Regions from separate parts of the Mus musculus genome. Here all the other regions are linked to region 3. The links are chromatin contacts, called in public ChIA-PET, Hi-C and HiChIP or PLAC-seq maps. All regions are on one chromosome and are shown on one strand. Each heading gives the region's core, a stretch centred on a gene start, on an enhancer-like site or on the middle of the called end of the contact. The rest is flanking DNA. Distances are from core to core; before and after follow the strand shown.

Evidence for each region. Hi-C and Micro-C count contacts between places; a contact is called where the count stands out from the background. ChIA-PET counts read pairs in DNA pulled down with a chosen protein or histone mark. HiChIP or PLAC-seq counts read pairs in DNA pulled down with a chosen protein or histone mark.
Region 1: a contact with region 3 is called in a FOXA1 HiChIP or PLAC-seq map of pancreatic cancer cells. The contact joins the promoter of Ube2l3 here to the promoter of Dgcr2 in region 3. A contact is called at or near these places in 1 of 39 promoter capture datasets (liver) and 1 of 115 datasets of contacts at active chromatin or transcription factors (pancreatic cancer cells).
Region 2: a FOXA1 HiChIP or PLAC-seq map of pancreatic cancer cells shows a contact between it and region 3. The contact joins the promoter of Tmem191c here to the promoter of Dgcr2 in region 3. A contact is called at or near these places in 2 of 115 datasets of contacts at active chromatin or transcription factors (memory CD8 T cells and pancreatic cancer cells) and 1 of 9 other capture datasets (adipose tissue).
Region 4: an RNA polymerase II ChIA-PET map of memory CD8 T cells shows a contact between it and region 3, with 6 read pairs. The contact joins the promoter of Ppil2 here to the promoter of Dgcr2 in region 3. A contact is called at or near these places in 2 of 115 datasets of contacts at active chromatin or transcription factors (memory CD8 T cells and pancreatic cancer cells).
Region 5: a contact with region 3 is called in a Hi-C map of liver, with 3 times the contacts expected there. The contact joins the promoter of Serpind1 here to the promoter of Dgcr2 in region 3. A contact is called at or near these places in 1 of 39 promoter capture datasets (pre-B cells) and 1 of 484 Hi-C or Micro-C datasets (liver).

What each region holds. Positions count from the first base shown.
Region 1 is chr16:17,199,549-17,203,158 of GRCm38.p6, reverse strand. Ube2l3 (ubiquitin-conjugating enzyme E2L 3) reads left to right here and starts at 1,667. Exons shown (of 4, transcript NM_009456.2): 1 at 1,667-1,724. The coding sequence starts at 1,698.
Region 2 is chr16:17,275,001-17,278,427 of GRCm38.p6, reverse strand. It overlaps Tmem191c (transmembrane protein 191C), which reads right to left and starts at 2,128. Exons shown (of 10, transcript NM_177473.3): 1 at 1,960-2,128; 2 at 1,671-1,794; 3 at 1,541-1,591; 4 at 1,389-1,466; 5 at 1,178-1,234; 6 at 1,027-1,086; 7 at 836-900; 8 at 687-759; 9 at 537-577; 10 at 1-456. The coding sequence starts at 2,114. The coding sequence ends at 252.
Region 3 is chr16:17,890,427-17,893,698 of GRCm38.p6, reverse strand. It overlaps Dgcr2 (DiGeorge syndrome critical region gene 2), which reads left to right and starts at 1,971. Exons shown (of 10, transcript NM_010048.3): 1 at 1,971-2,313. The coding sequence starts at 2,235.
Region 4 is chr16:17,109,291-17,112,791 of GRCm38.p6, reverse strand. Ppil2 (peptidylprolyl isomerase (cyclophilin)-like 2) reads left to right here and starts at 1,540. Exons shown (of 21, transcript NM_001252444.1): 1 at 1,540-1,649; 2 at 3,098-3,147. The coding sequence starts at 1,618.
Region 5 is chr16:17,329,696-17,333,376 of GRCm38.p6, reverse strand. Serpind1 (serine (or cysteine) peptidase inhibitor, clade D, member 1) reads right to left here and starts at 2,006. Exons shown (of 5, transcript NM_008223.4): 1 at 1,930-2,006. The region is part of intron 19 of Pi4ka (phosphatidylinositol 4-kinase alpha); the gene reads left to right.

The sequences.
Region 1 (3,610 bases), core at 418-2,917, 690 kb after region 3:
CAGCCAGGGCTATACAGGGAGATCCTGTCTAGGAAAGCAAAACAAAAAAGAAATCAAACTCGGGTCTTCAGATGAGCATCTCTCTCTTTCTCTCTCTCTCTCTCTCTGTGTGTATGCTCATGGATATTATGGTGTACTTGTGGAAAATCAGAGGATATGGCTCTACCACCTCCAGGCTCAAATTATATGATCTTAAGATGGGTATTATAGATGGGTATTATAACCCTTAATCCTAGCAATTGGGAGGCAGAGATTGGTGGATTTCTTTGAGTTCAAGGCCAGCCAAGGTTACATAGCAAGCCCATGTCTCAAAACAAGAACAACAAAACAAACAAACAAACAAAAAAAGAGTTATATTGTTTGAACCAAATTTGAAAACCTCTGAATTAAGTGTCCTGAATATTCTGCTGAATGAAAGCAATGCATTCTCTTCACATTTCTGTCGGCCTCATGTTGCCAGCTCTGTACTGCTAGTTTCTCCTTAGAGCTTCAGCCCTTTTGAGACATGGAGTCTGGGGTCTTGGTGGCCTAGCCCACCATTCCCCCACTGGTGTCAAGTGATTTTCCCTTAGGGAGTCTATTAATTTTAGATAGAAAGGGCATCAAAAGACCAAAGCAAAAATCCTTTCTAATGGGCACATGGATGTTACTCATGGAGTACAGGTACTTTCAGAACTTGAGGGTGGAAGCTGGAGGATCAGGAGTTTAAGGTCATCTTTAGTTATATAGTGAATTTTGAGGCCACCTTAGGCTACATGAGGCCTTATCTACATCTCATCTCCCAACCTCCAACACTTCTCCACTTGTAAAAGCACTGAGTGAGTGTAGGGTTTGCCTTCTGGCAGTTTCTTTCTTCCTCTCTGGATATTTCAGCCATTACTAGGATCATACTATGTAGCTAGGCTGGCTAGAATCTATATTCTGCTTGCCTCTGCCTCCCTCTGCAGGAATTAAAGGCACAATCCACTTATCTTCGGCTGCCCTGCACTGTCTTATTCATGGTATTTCTTCAGTGAGCCTTCCTGAGAAGCAGATCCTGTAGTTCTTGTGTGTAGGAGGCTGTATGTGAATGTTAGTGTGGGCGTGCACACACATGCATGTGGAGACCTGAGGTCCACAGAATTCTTTCCTTGTTTGTACTTTACAGGTTTTCTCCTTGAATCTGAGGCTCACCATCAATTCAGTTAGGCAGGTTAGAAAAAGAACTTCAGAGATCTAACTGTAACTTACCTCCCCTAGTGCTAATGACCATGCTTGCTTCTGTGTGGGTTCTTGGGAACCCAAATTCAGGTCCTTCTTGATCAGGCAGGCACTTTACCGATTGTATTACGTGTTCAGTAACAGAATAACTTTCTCATCTCCCAGTTTTGATTTCTTCACAATGTTTAGTAGTGCCTGAAATAATCTTGATTATTCTATTATTTTGTGTACACACTATTTATAGTGCACCTACTATGTGTCAAGCACTGTATGTACTTGCCATAGGATTGGAGGCGCCATAAAGTAAGGATCTTTAACTGTCCAGGTCACTCGAGTCTACACAGGATTCTATAGCCCTGGGACCTGCACACAGTAGGCACATTTCTCTATTCCGCGCTCTTCCCGGTTAGCCCCTCCCCCGCTCCAGGAAGTGAGGGGGTTCTAGCCGCCTGGCCTACCGCGATGCATTTTGGGAAAGCAGCAGCACCAGATCCAAGATGGCGGCCAGCAGGAGGCTGATGAAGGTAAAAGCCATTCTCTGGCGCTGGCCAGGCGGGGGGCGGCGTCCCCGGGCCGGGACCCCTACGGCGGGCCGCGGTTCCTTGGGGCGACGCCGTTCTTCATCCCTCATTGCGTGGCCCCGCTGTGCCGCGTGCGGAGAGATCTAACGGGGCCGCCTAGGCCGCAGCCTGGGCGGGAGCGCAAGGCCGCGCTGAGAGCCGCCGCTGCCGGCCCTTCGGATCAGCCTGGGCAGTTCTCGAGCCCCCTCCTCCTGGAGCGAAGCCGGGCCCTCCGTCGCAGCGGCCGCGGTCCGGGTCGAGGACGCCGTTGATGTGTGGGCCGGGCCTGGAGGCCCCAAGCTGGGCGCCCTCGGGGAAGAAAGCCGGAGCCCCGGCTGGGAGTACGCGCCGCGGAGCCGCCCGGTCCTGGGCCGCGGTCGCCGTTCTCTGAGCCCCATTCCGCCAGCCCACAGCTCCGGGACCGGGAGGCTGCGAGGCCCGAGACGGGAAAGGAAGGAGGAGGGCAGGCGGCCAAAGTTAGGTCAGTTAGTTGGTGGTCTTTTGAAATTGTGTTGGGTCCACGCAAACTGTCGCCTTGTGACTGCAGAGTCACACAGCCGACAAGTTCCAACTCTAGGAAGGCGTGGGGTCGTCTCCCTGCGTAGCTAGGTTCTCTTTTCTATCCACCTCTTAGTCATCCGCATCTCCTTTCCCTGATGAAGGGTGGGGGTTGGTTTCTGTCGTTGAAATCAAAACCTGCCAAAGTTTACGAAAATAACTTGGTATACGCACTTTGTATCTTGAATGTATGGGAGTGTCACTTCACTAATTGGCTCCTTTGGTGAAGCATACAATATAGGTGCTCAGTTGGAGTTTTTCACGAGTAGATCTGCGGACATCCTCTAAAGATAACCCGCCAGTGTTTGAGTGCTACCTGGTAGTGCGGCCGAGCTCTCGCCGGACCGGAAATAAAAAAGGTCGCAGGAGCTGGCTCTTGAGACCAAATTTGTATTTGGTTGATGGAGTCACTGGAAACAAAAGAAAGCCATTTGCTCACTGAAACCTAGAGAGAACATTTGATAAAACTAGAGTGGAAGTGGGCACAAAACAATTGTGATCAAACCCCCTTATCTGTTCTGCGGGTGACACTCCATCATTTACCTACAGGAAAGGAATGCTAATCACTTCCGTGTTCAAACCCCAAAAGTTGTCGTCCCTTCAGCCTTGTGGGTTTCAGTTTAGGAAGATTTCGTGACTGCATGCTGTTTTCTTGTAATTTGATGACATGAATTCATCTGCCTTTTCTCAGGTCCCCTTCTCTATCCTTTTCCATGGTTACCCTTCTTGGGCTCCAGAGTTCTTTTCTCTAAAGCAAGTATTTAGTCCTTTCCTTCTGGTTAAAATCCTCTCTGGTTTTGTCCTTAGAAATTCTGACTTTAAACATTTGTAAGTACATTTCTCTCTGTGTCTGTCTGTCTGTCTGTCTGTCTGTGTGTGTGTGTGAGGGGCACATTGTGTCACAGCGTTCATGTGGCGGTCAGAGGATAACTTGTTTGTTCTCTTTTTCCACCACGGGTCCAGTGTGGCTCGAACTCTGGTGGGTAAGCTTACCTGTGAGCTATCTTTCAGCCTAATCCTAACTTCTTACTTGGCCTGAGAGACCTTTCTTGGAAAGCAGCCTCCCAGTCTCACCTCCAACTTAGGAGTTTCTAGATGCTCTTGCACCTTATTGCACCAGCTACCATTTTCCCAATTTTTATTGTGTGCTTCATATTCATGACCATGATCAATATTCTCTTCGAGTTAGATACTACTATTCCTGTTCTGTAGAAGAGAGCAGAGAACGCAAAGATTCTTTGGCCTCTGCCCCACAAAGGAGAAGATAATGTATGATTTAACTCCGCTCCATG
Region 2 (3,427 bases), core at 879-3,378, 620 kb after region 3:
TCCACCCACTACGGAGGGGACCCGACAGGCCAGCACCCACACCCATCCTACCCAAAGCTCAGGTTCAGAAGAGCCCCCTAGAGGGGTCAGGCTGCGGCCTGGACACAAGCAGCCCCGCCACAGACAGGCACCCCTGCACTCAGGTGATATCGGAACAGACGAACTTCACCCCCACCCTTTTCATATAAGCAGGCACCCAGAAAACACAAAGGAGACAGAGGTACAAGCGGCCAAAGCCGACATGATGCACTCTAGGCAGGCAGCAATCCGCGCGCACGCAGCTCAAGTAAAGGCGACAGCGTGTAGCGCAGCCGGCGGAAGACCGCGTCAGAGCCGAGACTCTGGAGCCCCGGGCCAACGGCGTCAGGCTTCGCCAGCACCACGTAAATCAGCGGCAGCACCAGGAAACCCAGCGGGAGCAGCAGCAACGTCTGCAGTGCGCTCAGCGCCCACAGCCTGCAGAACCACCAACGGACAGGTGGGTGGTGGCTCTGGGACCCGGAACCCGGACCGCCCAACCCCCACTAGCCACTCACCTGAGGCTTCCCGCGCCTGTACCACCGAACAGTCGCTTTTCCTGCAGAGAAAGGGCTGTATCCAGTTTTTTGCCTGGGCAGCCGCTAGGCTCTAGCCAAATCTAGTGGGCAGGTACCAGCTTCAGCCCGCGCTTCCCAGCCCACGCTCACGCAGTCAGCCCTGGCCACCTCCTCCATGAGTGAGCCCGCGCAGTCCTGCACCGGACGAGGCTCTGAGTTCCACCTGCAGGACAGGCGCGGAGATGAGCCACCAGGCTGGGCCTAGCACCTTCCGACGCCCTCCAAGTCCCAATTCTTACGGTTCCGAGCCACCGCGCGTAGCCTCCAGCGCAGCTGCTGCCTCCATCACTTTCCCCTGCAGCTCCTGAAGGATGGCAATAGGGATTCAGGGCAGAGGATGCGCTACATCGCGAGTCAGAGAGTAAGGAAGAAAGAGTCGAGGCCGCAGGGCATTCGAAAGAGAACCGCTGTCAGAAACGAGGGGTCACACCTGCAGGACTCCACTCTGCTCCTGGAAGCTGGCCCAGGCCTCTTCTGTCCGCTGCGCACCCTAGAAGCCAGGGGCTTGGTATGAGCATCGCAATGACAGGCCCTCCCCACACGCCTTCCCCCCCCCCCCCAGAGTCCAGCGCCATTCGCACCTGCCGCAGGTCCTCTGCCTGCATGCTGAATTTGGCCTCCGCCAGCTCCAGATGTTTCTTCGGGAGGATTCAAGTGATGTCAAGAACCTGAAGTCCTCGCACACCACTGGGCCTCGAGGCTCGGTCCCCGGCCTTGAAGGCTGATACTCTGCCCACAAATGCACATAACCCTGCCCACAGCCATACTCCGCCCACAGCCCCGCCCAAGTACCTGCAGCGCCACAAGCTGGTTCCCTAGTTGCTGCTCCGCTCGCTGTTGACTTAGCTGCTCCCCTCCATAGTAGAAAAGCTGGGGACCGAACTCGTGAGTGCCTGGCTCAAGGATCTTGGGGACTAGGGCATGATCTGAGACACTGCACGTACCTGACTGGACAGTTCCTCCCACTGTTCCTGCAGCTTCCGATTGTGTTGCTCCTGCGAACAGGGTCCAGGCTGTCTAGGCCCCTCCTCCAGCCTAGCCACCCCGGGAGCCGCCTCTTGCTCTTGCCCGCACCAGGTCCTGCCGGTGCTGCTCCGCCGCCTCCAGCAGCCCACGAGCCCGCTCCGCACGCTCCCGTGCCGCCTCACATGCCTCGCCTCGAATGGCTCGTGATGCTTGACTTCGTCTCCGCTGCAGGCTACACGGGGGAGGGGGAGAGGGGGCGGAGAATTGGTCTGGGATAAAACCAGGGAGCAAGATATTTTGGGAAGGAGCCGCCACCAGCCTGAGAGTTCCAGACTAGGGTCCCACTGCCTGGAGCGAGACTGCCAACAAGCCTGCCGGGGCCTCGGTGCCCTCGCACCTGCGCTCGCGCTCCCGCAGCTCCTCCAGGCGCCCGGTGAGGCTCTCGCTCTCGGCTTCCAGCCCACGCACCAGCTCTTCTAGCTCCTGCTTCCGCAGGCGGCCATCTCGGTTGTCCTTCTGCAGCTGCAGCAGCTGCTCCTGCGGCTCAGTCATGGCTCCAGAGCTCCGCCCCGACCTCCACCGCCTGGGTAACTTGGTGGCCCGCGTCACAATAGGCAGCAGAGGGCGCCCGAACCCAACCGAGACGGATCACGCCCGACCAATTCAGGTATACAAAGCCGGGCTTGGTTGCCCACATCTGTAATTCTATCTCTTGGAGGTGTGAGGGCACGAAGATCAGGAGTTCAAGGTCATCCTTTGCTACATACGGAGTTTGAAATTAGCCAAGGCTACATGCGGACCTGTCTCAAAAAAAAGAAAAACAAAACAAAAAACAAAAATATCACAGTCCAGATCTGATTGGTAAAAAGTTACTAAAGTTCTAAGGAAGGACCAGACTTGATGGTCCGTACCTTGTAATCCCAAAATACTAGAGGCTGAGGCAAGATCACCTAGAGTTCAAGGTCAGCCTAGAGGTCTAAACAAGACCCTGACTCAAAAGAAAATGAGGGCCGGGTGTGGTGGCCCACGCCTTTAATCCCAGCACTTGGGAGGCAGAGGCAGGCGGATTTCTGAGTTCAAGGCCAGCCTAGTCTACAGCCTGAGTTCCAGGACAGCCAGGGCTACACAGAGAAACCCTGTCTCGAAAAAACAAACAAACAAACAAAAACCAAAGAAAAAAAGAAAGAAAAAATGAGAGGGTTTGAGAGATGGCTCAATGGTTAAGAGCACTGACTGCTCTTCCAGAGGTTCTGAGTTCAATTTCCAGCAACCACATGGTGATCCACAACCATCTATAATGGGATCTGATACCCTCTTCCGGTGTGTCTGAAGACAGCTATAGTGTGTGAGTGTGTGTGTATGTGTGTGTGTAATCTTTTTTTTTTTTTTTTTTTTTAAAGAAGGACTGAAGACATGGCTCAGCGGTTAAGAGTATTGACTGCTCTTCTAGAGGTCATAAGTTCAATTCCCAGAAATCACATAGTGGCTCACAACCATTTGTAATGGGATCTGATGCCCTCAAGACAGTGACAATGTACTCATATAAATAAAAATAAATAAGTCTTTAAAAATAAATAAATTAGCCAGGCGGTGGTGGCACACGCCTTTAATCCCAGCACTCGGGAGGCAGAGGCAGGCGCATTTCTGAGTTCGAGGCCAGCCTGGTCTACAGAGTGAGTTCCAGGACAGCCAGGGCTATACAGAGAAATCCTGTCTCAAAAAAAAAATAATAATAATAATAAATAAAAATAAATAAATCTTAAGAGCCACAGTAGCTGTAACTACTGTAACTACAGGCTAAACCAGGTGTGCCTCACCTTAGATTCTGAGTGACCAAGCAGGGAGTGCTAAACTTTTGAGAAAAA
Region 3 (3,272 bases), core at 722-3,221:
CCCTGACAGTAACCTTTGTTAGAGGAAAAAACGCCAGTCTGCAGTGACTCTACAGGCCAGTGGTAAGGAAGCCAGCGTTCATGAGACCCTACCCTTCAGCTCTTGATTCTGTCTACACAGGTAACCCTTAAAGTCACTGAGAAGGTGACTTCAGTGGGTGAAGTCACAAAGGAGTAATGCCCAGGGGGAAATGAGGCTATTGCCTGGGGTGCTTGGACTTAGAACCTGGAAGGTCTGTCAGTGTACTGGAGCATACTGAAGGTGAACAAACTCGTTTGTGCTTGGCTCCAGCCTGAGGTAAGGGGCTTCACCTTTTTTTTTTAAAAGATTTATCTATTTATTTTATGCATATGAGTACACTGCAGCTGTACAGATGGTTGTGAGCCTTCATGTGGTTGTTGGGAGTTGAAATTTTAGGACCTCTGCTTGCTGCTCACTCCGGCCCAAAGATTTATTTATTATTATAAGTACACTGTAGCTGACTTCAGATGTACTCATTGCAGGTAGTTTTGAGCCACCATGTGGTTGCTGGGATTTGAACTCAGGACCTTTGGAAGAATAGTTAGTATTCTTACCTGCTGAGCCATCTCACCAGCCTGGGGCTTCACCTTTTAAAAGAGCACTTTTGAATGTGTTTTGGGCCCTGAGACAGACCTGGGCCGACTTCAGGTTCTTTATCTCCTGGCCCAGTGGTGGTAGTGGTGGTGGTGGGTTAAGGAGTTAACTCTGTGCTTTCATTGTACCGCTCAGCCAGACTTCTCACTTCCTGTCCTGCTCTTTTCTCTTCCAAACCTTTCCTGGACTCTTAACGGCGGCTCTGCAGGTGGACAGTTGGCAGGAAGACTGCACTTGGCTGAGTTCCCTCCAAAGGACCTGCCCAACTCAGAGCTCTGGCTGAGCTCCCAGGGCAGATTTGCAGTGGGGGTGGGTATGGGGGCAGAAGGCTAGGCCTGGATCTTGTACTCAGTGCTGGGAATGTGCCATAAAACTATCTGAGTGCCCAGAGCAGCACTGGACAGGTACCCTTGCTTCTGCCAGCAAGGAACCCCCCATCTGTTGTGACAAGTCCTATGTCCAACATCTTGGGCCAAGACCTGGTAAAGTTGGAATGTCTGACGACTTGACCTTGACTTTACCTACCTATAACAAGTTAGCATCTTTCACTCATGGCTCCATGTATCTATCGTAGGTTGAAATCCTGGGACTTTGGTGGAGGGGCAATAAGAGTGAGTCAGATATGCTGGAGGTGACTGGCCTTCCCCACTTTTCACTTCCTTCCCCTGAACAGATTGGTTTTTCATTTGCTGTCTCTCCTTCCACGTTCATGCTGTTCATGAAGGCAGGTGTGAGTTTAGCATGTGGAGCCTTGTTCCCAGGCTTTAGCCCTGTCTCTGCCTGGGCTTTTTTTCTCCATTGTATAGGCAGCTCCTTCCCCAGATCTGGTCCAGAGACTCTGGGCTTCTCTGTTAGATTCTGACATCCATTAAGCCATTTCCTCCTCTGTTGATATTCTTTGTGCCATTCCCTGATCCACAGAGACTGCTGGTCCTTTATTTTCACTAGAGCTCTTCACTTTCTTCACAGCCGTTCGGCGTTTAGAAGACCACTTTAGGGAATATGTTGGCACTGGGACAGACCTGGGCCTCCAGGAGTAAAGATCGTTCAGGTCCAGCTATACCTCCTCAATTCACTAATCCCGGATTCCCCACTCCTACCCACCCCAGACCCTGGCGCCAGCACTGTCAGTCCTTGTGACCCTACCAGCACTAGGGACCCCTTTTGGTACCTCGCTGCCAAGGCTGCGTCCCACCTCTCGGTTCAGCCAATGGCACGCCTCATTTCCTGCTAGCCCCGCCCTTGGCCCCGCCCACTCGCTCATTCCCTAGGCCTCTCGTGCTCATGCCCCGCCCCGCGTCTGGAGCTCGGGTCCTACCTCCCTCCGCCACCCCACCCCCCGCCCAGCTCGGCGTTCATTGGTTAGTGCGGGCCGGAGGCGGGGTGGCGCGGGCCGGAGCAGGACGGCCGCCATCTTGCGCGAGCCGGAATCTCATCCCGCTCCTGCGGCCTAGAGTGCGCGCGAGTCGGTGGCGTTCTCTTGCCGCGGCCCAGCTGGATCCCTCGCCTGCCGCCCCTCAGCCCCAGGTCGGAGTCCGGCCTTCACCCACTCCTCTCGGCCAGGTCCGGCCTCCCCGCGGGGTCACGCGGCTGCCCCGGGGACGATGAACGGAGGATAAATGGTGCCCAAGGCAGACAGCGGTGCCTTCCTGCTGCTCTTCCTGCTGGTTCTCACTGTCACCGAGCCGCTGCGGCCAGGTGCGCGGTGCTGAGGGTGGGGGCGCGGTCGGGGGTGGGGCTGCGGACGTCCGTTCCCCCGCGGCTGCTGGGGGCTACTGCTCCTCGGCCCGGCACAGGCGAGGCCTGGCCGCGGGCCTCTGGGCGTCCCCTGCCCTGGCACAAATTGGAGTGTACCAGGGTTCGGAGCCTCGAGGATGTTGCCTTTAGACCCAGGTCCACCGAGCGCCGCGTGCTCTGGGACCCACTGGCCAGGAGCTGCGTCTCGGGCGCACCCTTCTGCTTGGCTGAGTGGAAGTCTTGGAAGCAGCTTGTGGAGGCACCTGGTGCCCCAAGTGTCCGCCCAATTGTGGCCTAGTGCCAGCGTTTCAGCCCTGGACAGCGATGTCTGGTTGCTCATTGCCACTTAGTGAAACGCTTTATCACAGAAGTCCAGCCCTGCCCAAAGGAGGTACTGGGAGTAAACTGAGTACCAGGTGCAGGGGAGAGTCCTTTCAGCGGTGCCTGGCACTTAGTGCTTTGTGTGGTGTGATTAACTACTTTTGATACTCCCTTGGAGTTTTGTGTGGTGGGGAACCTCAGGTCCCTTTTCTGCTTATTTCAGATACTTCTGAACTGTGCCCCCCCCCCTGCAAAAAAAAACCTTCACTGCACCCTACTTCCGCAACAAAGCCAGGTCAATTTATCCATCAGGCACAGGAATACCAGTACAGCCTCACTGTCCCTTTAGGGATCCCAGCAGGGATGTCTTGTCTGTGAACTTTCAGAGACTCCTCTGTACTAGGGCGGTGGTAAGTAGAGCTCTTAATGCTTTTAGCAGAGGAAGGTTCCCATGAAGGAATGCCCCAGGCAAGTCTTCTATGGGTGACATCATGACTGGGTGTCAGAACAGGTGGGTGCACCCTCAGCAGTGTCCTATCTCAGCTCCCATCCTGCAACATATTTCAATGCTTGGCTTTGTGCTTTTGTCCCATGTGGAA
Region 4 (3,501 bases), core at 291-2,790, 780 kb after region 3:
TTGTTTTGTTTTGGTCTCACTGTATATTCTTGGTTGACCTGTAACTCAATATGTAGACTAGGAGGACTTGAACTTACAGAACTTACCAGCCTCTGCCTCCCAAGTACTGGTAGTTTTGTTTAGTTTTGATTTGCTTTTGAGACATGGTTTCTCTACTCACTGTAGACCAGGCTGGCCTCAGACTCATAGAGATCTGCTTGCTTCTGCCTCCCAAGTGTACACCACCATACTGGGCTAAAAGATCTTTTGAGGTAAGATTTATTTGGAAGGCAGAAGTTATGAAGTAAGAAGCTGACAGGATGACTGCCTTTGGCTAACTGGGTGGATGGTGGTCCTTGTTAATCCTGCCAAATGAGAATCAGACCAGTGACCCAGATTTTTTGGTTGCATTTTCAGTTAGACAGGGTTATCTCCCTAAAGTAGGATTTGAGAGCATAGTCTCAAAGGAGAATTTTTTTTTTTAATATCCCCCAAACTGCAAGGCTAGGGGGTTTCTAATGTTTTATGTTTATGTAGGAATTTGACAAGACATCTTAAAATTATTTGGTTGAAGATCTTATCAGGAGGTTAGGGTTAGGGTATGGAACATACCATTTAGCATCAAAGTGGAGATTTGGAACAAGGAAATTAAGAATTCTTTGATCAGCCAGGCGGTGGTGGCACACACCTTTAATCCCAGCACTTGGGAGGCAGAGGCAGTGGATTTCTGAGTTCCAGGCCAGCCTGATCTATAGAGTGAGCACCAGGACAGCCAGGGCTACACAGAGAAACCCTGTCTCAAAAAACAAAAACAAACAAAAACCCAGCTTAGGGTGGAGAGATGCCTTAACAAATAAGAGCTGTGCAAGTCTGGCAAAGAGAACCAACTCCTCACTTGTCCTCTGAGCTCTACACTTGTGGCATGGCCACTATTTAACCACACACACAATTTTAAAAAGGAAACTTGGGGCCGGGCATGGTGGCACACTCCTCTAGTCCCAGCACTCGGGAGGCAGAGGCAGGCGGATTTCTGAGTTCGAGGCCAGCCTGGTCTACAGAGTGAGTTCCAGGACAGCCAGGGCTACACAGAGAAACCCTGTTTCGAAATACCAAAAAAAAAAAAAAAAAAGGAGACTTGGGACCCATTCTCCCGGCACATGAGACCCAGACCAAAGATCTGGCCACAGAAGGAGCAGAGAGGGCTTGGTCATCTGCCAGCTGATGGGCCTGAAGGGCGTGGGGACCGAACGAGAGAAGAGTTGAGTATACACATGGACATGGCTTTAGAGAAGGTGAAAAAGGTTGAAGATCTTTAGATACAAAGGAGGTGAGTCTGAGTGAGTCTGCCTAGCATAGCATGGACTGAACAAGTAGCCAGACAGTGCATAGAAAAGTTTTTGAGGGCTTGGGGGAGGCAACGCAGTATGGTGGGAGACAGGAAAAGTGGATTCTACTCAAAGTTAGCAAGCTTCAGCCTAGCACGGTGCCTGCACCCAGCACCTGGACACCTGGAAACCACAATTCCCAGAATGCTTTCTTCCAACTTCCGGGATCCAGTGCGTCGATCTCCGGAAGTAGTTGAGAAAGCGGAGGCGCCATAGTCAGTGTCTGCTGTGGTCTCTTCGGTTTGTTGCCACCATGGGGAAGCGACAGCACCAGAAGGACAAGATGTAAGTTGGGTCGCGTCTCTCGTCTCAGCTCGTCGCCGTGCTGAAGGCTATCATCTGAAAGCCTCAGCTCTCACAGGCGCGGTCTCGTCCCTCAGTGCAGCCTACGCGGGCCAGGGCGTTCTACCGCCGGACTAACTAACTTCCGGGATTTCCCTACCCCTAGCCTTTCTGCGAACGAGTTTTGCCCCTGAGTTGGTTGTCCGCTTCGTCCTGGCTCTAGTCTGAGAGCCTACACACAGGCGACAGCCTTCAAGTTGAAGATAGGCGGGTCGTGCTCCATGTTCCCCTCCCATTTGCTGCTGCTGTACTTTCTGTTTTCTGTTGTCTCTTCAGATGCTCCCCGCCCCTAGCTGCTTGCAAGGATATCTTTGACTTCTGTATTGCCAGATCTAGTATCCAGCTTTTCAGTCCTTGGGCTTCTTCCCTTTCCAAAAGTAGCCTTTAGTGAGATCTTACATGCGCTTAGTAGTTTTTTTTGTTTGTTTTTGTTTTTGTTTTTGTTTTTCAAGATAGGGTTTCTCTGTGTAGCCCTGGCTGTCCTGGAACTCACTTTGTAGATCAGGCTGGCCTCGAACTCAGAAATCCCCTTGCCTCTGCCTCCCGAGTGCTAGGATTAAAGGCTTGGCGCTTAGTAATTTAATCTGCGAATGATCTCTATTTCATTCCTCTTTGCTGGGCTTCCCCTCCCCTTGTCCCAGACCTCGGGGGTGTTTCCTTCATCCCTGTGGTGGATCTGTTCAAAGAGTCTCTTGCACTAAGTCAGCAGCTTTCACTCAGTTCTCCACTTGGAAAACTTACAGCTTTTTCAAAACTAGTATGCTAAAAGGGAACTTGATAATTTTCACACCTAAGCCTGCCGTTTCTTATCCTAGCTCAGTGGTTACATAGTGGGTCCCTGATTTACTATATATAGACTGAAGACAATTCTCATCCTAACAGAAGAACAACCGCACAGAGCAACTGGAGCTATGTTAGATCATGTCTGGGTCCTGCTCAAAATCACCCACCAGCTTCCCATCACACTTAGGCAAATAGAGAGTACTCTCCTTGATCTTTGACTCATTTTTGACTCGGCCGCTGTCCTTGCTTCTGTGTCTTTTTCTGCTGCTACGTACCTCATCACACTCTTCCTCTGCTGTCTCCTTTCTGGAACAGATTCAGCTTGTCCTGTTCCAGCCTCAGTAAGTGTTATTCCTGTAAAGGGCTTCCCCAGAGCTTTGTGTGCCTAGCTCTTCCTGTCAGATAGTCTATAAGTCCAGTTCATTTCCTTCTGGACAAGGTGCTGTTGATGTTTCTTTATCTCTCCATCTTTTGTCCTTCTTATGTGCCACACAATGCAGATGTTTAATGTGATTTGACAAGTGAGTGGGCGTTCTGTCATAAGTTACTTTTACAGCTTCTGTCCTGTCCGTGGCAGGACCCAGTAACACATGCTCTGTCTTCCTCAGGTATATCACTTGTGCTGAGTACACTCATTTCTATGGTGGCAGGAAGCCAGGTAAGGGGATGCTGGTGGTCCTGAAGAATGCTGTCTCCTGTGATCCAGAGCTATCCAGAACACTGACATTATAGTAGATAACGAGACGGTCCATAGTTGATAAAAAGAGGACATATACTCAACATAGTACAGTATACTTCCATCTTAGAGGAGAATACTTAAAAATATAACTCTTTCAAGTTCAGGCCTTTTCCTTAGGAAGTGCTATAGCCTTCTTTCTTTCTTTCTTTCTTTCTTTCTTTCTTTCTTTCTTTTTTGTTTTTTGTTTTTTTGTTTTTTTTTGTTTTTTTTTGAGGCAGAATTTCTCTGTGTAGCCTTGGATGTCCTGGAACTCACTCTGTCTGTAGACCAGGC
Region 5 (3,681 bases), core at 757-3,256, 560 kb after region 3:
GACCTTTTGATTATACCTCCTTATTTGTAGACCGATATCACCATACCTATACTGTACAGTGCTGCAATGAGTCAGGGCTGTCAGTGCTAGGAGTATGCTCTCCCAGCTGAGGTACATCTACAGCTGGCTGGGGGCTTCTGAAGTGCTTATTTTGGAAAAAGAGCCACATGCTTTCTGACTGTGAATAAGCCCGATCCATCTCAGCACTTTGCTGAGACTCATGGCTACATAATCTACACATGTGGAACAATTACTGGAAACAGTATCTAATGTAAATAGAACTAGTTTCAAGATAAAATCAGGCATGGGTATCATTGAAATTAAGTGGGCTAGAGAGGGGGCTCAGCAGTTAGTACGAGAGTTCAGGTCCCAGCCCTCCAGGTGGGTGGCTCAGCCATCTGTAACTCCAGCTGCAAGGAGTTTTGTACCCTTCTGGCAGTCTGCACAATGTGGTGCATACTTGAACAGACAAGTGCATATGCACAAATAAAAAAACTTAATGGAAGCCTTTTTATGATTACAGTTAAAAATTTCCTTGGCTAAAACAGTAGTTACAATAATGTTAAAGAACAAAAGAAAAGCCAACTTGAATTAATGTAGGTTCAAGGAGACTAGTCTGAGCCCAAATAGAAAAGATGTTCTTCATCTTATCCTGGAACTCAGAACACATTCTGGTTTGGTTAGGTTGGGTTGGGTTGGGTTGGTTCTGAAGGGTAAGCATCATATACCCTGTTCCTGAAGGTATGTCCAAAAGCCATAAGCCATAATTTTCATTATTCTCTTCTTAGAGAAAGGAAAAAATGTAGTTATTTTATGCATTGAAAATTAACGATCTGACAGATAAATCTTTCTATATTGCTCATCAGTTTCATTAAAAAAAAATTAAGGCATTTAAAAATACCTGTAAGTTGTGTATGCGTTCAAATTGCTGTCTTTGAATTAAAGTGCTATAATTTTAAGATATTCATCAAAATTTTGTTTTCATGGGAACATCATATAGTGTATTCTTGAGAGTTGCATGGATTGGAGTTGGCCTTTTTGTATATGTGTCATAAAGAACACCATTTCCTACTGTGATCTCTCCAGATCCAAACAGAACAAGCAAGAAGGGAAACCTTTTTATGTTAAAATAACTTCAAACTTACAGAAGAATTGAAAGAATAGAGTAGCAGAGCAGCCACTGTGTTCCCTTTACTGTTGTGTGCGTGTGTGGTGTGATGTGGTGTGTGTGTGTCACGGTGTGGTATGTGTGTGTGTGGTGTGTGTATGTGTGTGGTGTGGTGTGGTGTGTGTGTGTGGTATGGTATGTGGTGTGGTATGATATGTGTGTGGTGTGGTGTGGTATGGTGTGGTATATGTGTGGGGTGTGTTGGTGTGTGTGTCGTGTGGTATGGTGTATGTGCGTGTGTATGTGTGGTGTGTGTGTATGATGTGATGTGGTGCACATGGGGGGGTACATGTATATGTATCAACATATGTACACGTTTTCTGGGCATTTTGAGGTTAGATCTCTTACATTCCTCTAACCTTTAATAGTAATGCTTAGGTGGAAACTTCCTCTAGAACAAGAATATTCTCATTCTTAATCACTAGACAATTATCTAATTTGAAAAGAAATTGATTTTGTGCCCTAGGGTGATAGATACCCAGGGGCTACAAGTGCTGGAATTTCAATCTTGTGCTGCCATGCCCAGTTTCCAGTATAAAGTATCAAAGGTATAATAATCTTGTCTCTTAAAATTCAAATTCCATTTTTGTCAGTTGTACCAATATTAATATTAAACTAAACATTAAACTAAATTTTAAAGAATATTAAACTAAATTTTAAAAATAACATATTCTTTTCTCAATAAAGGAACCAATTGTTTAGCTCTAAGCATTAAAAATAAAAATTTATAATTGGCAAAAAATGTTAGAAACCAAACTTACCTCTGTACCTCTGAGCAGTGGTGTGGCAGAGATGAGACCAGAGAAGGTCAGCAGCAGGTTTCAATGTGAACTTTGGTGCTGGGCTGTTGTGTGTTTTCCAAAGCAAATATGTCCTAACTCAAACACCACTCAAGTAGCTTTGTCAGCAGAACCCTTTCAGCTCACTTTGATCACTTAGGGACAAGCTACTTCCAAACTACAGTTCTGTGTGGCTGCTGTGTGGCTGTTGAGTGTTCCTATCTGTGTCAGCACGTCTGCACCATCTTGTTCAGCACATCTCGCTGAAGTTATGCATACCTGAGGCACTGTTCAGTGTCCTGGGAGCCATGTCTTCCCCTGCTGGGTCTCCGTCTGTGTGAAGGCTGCTACACAATAGATGGAGTTACCTTAAGTTCACGGGAAGCTTTTTCCTCACTGAAAGGGGAAGGGGAAAGTTAAGGTTGGTGACTTAGGAAATGCATAAATTGGTGTAGACCTTTGGAGTTGTTTGTTTGTTTGTTTGTTTTCAAGACGGGTTTCTCAGTGTAGCCCTGGCTGTCACTATGTAGACCAGACTGGCTTTGAACTCACAAGAGATCTGCCTGTCTCTGCCTCCTGAGTGTTGAAATTGAAGGCATGTACCACTATGTCTTGCCCTCAAAAACTTTTAAAATGTTGTTTTTACTGTCATTCCTCAGCATATAGTTACCAAATTAATATATCTTTGGATTATATTGTACTAAGTTGTATCTGTGTGAGAGTGTATATATGTGTCTTTGTGCGTGTGTGTGTCTGAAAGAGAATGTGTGTGTGAGAGAGTGTGTGTGTGTTTGTATGAGAGAGTGTGTGTGCATGTATGTGTGTATAAGTGAGAGAGAGGGAGGGAGAGAATGTGTGTGTGTGTGTGTGTGTGTGTGTGTGTGTGTGTGTGTGTGTGTGTGTGTGTTAACTCCACATACATCTCTACCAGGAGCAGCATCGAGTTGCTCAGAGAGACTCTCCAGTCTATTAGGGACTGCTTTGCAGCTTCAGCCCTAGCAGGCTCTGAGCCCTTGGTACTTAAATGCTGTTTCTCTTTGGTGCATCTTCCTTGCAGAGCAGTATGTGGGTGTCACTTGGATGTCACTTTTCTGTCTTAGGAAACCATATTGAGCACCTTGACTGAAACTATAGTTAGCATTCTCTCCTGTAAAGAAAAAATGCTGGATGTGGTATGTTAGGTACTTTTGCTGTGGTATGTTACAGGAGAAAGGGTTAATAGGACTTAAGTTTGCAGAGGGTTAGAGTCTGTGATGGTAGAGTGAAGGCATGACCACAGGAACTTCAAGAGTTCACATGAACTACAAGCAGGAGGCAAGGGCACACTGGGAGTGGGCCAAGTCTTTTGAAATGTCAAACACCACCCAAAATACACACCTCCTAGTCCTTGACAAACAGTTCCACAGCTAGGGACCAAGTTTTCACACATATGAGCCTCTTATTCAGACACCACAGATGACTCAAACTACTGCTCTGGCAGAGTACTCAGGCTCAATTCCCAGTACCATATCAAGTGACTCATGACTGCTTGAAATTCCAACTTGAGGGGCTCTGCTACCTCTGGCCTTCAAGAGCACCTGCACTCAAATGCAGAAATGCTCACACATGCACATAATTTTAAAAATAGAATTTAAAAAATAATTTTTAAAATATGCTTGTTATGTAAGGGAGCTGTAAAACTGAACTCAGAATAGTGACCAACACACAGTAAATGCCCAGAAATGTTACCCATTC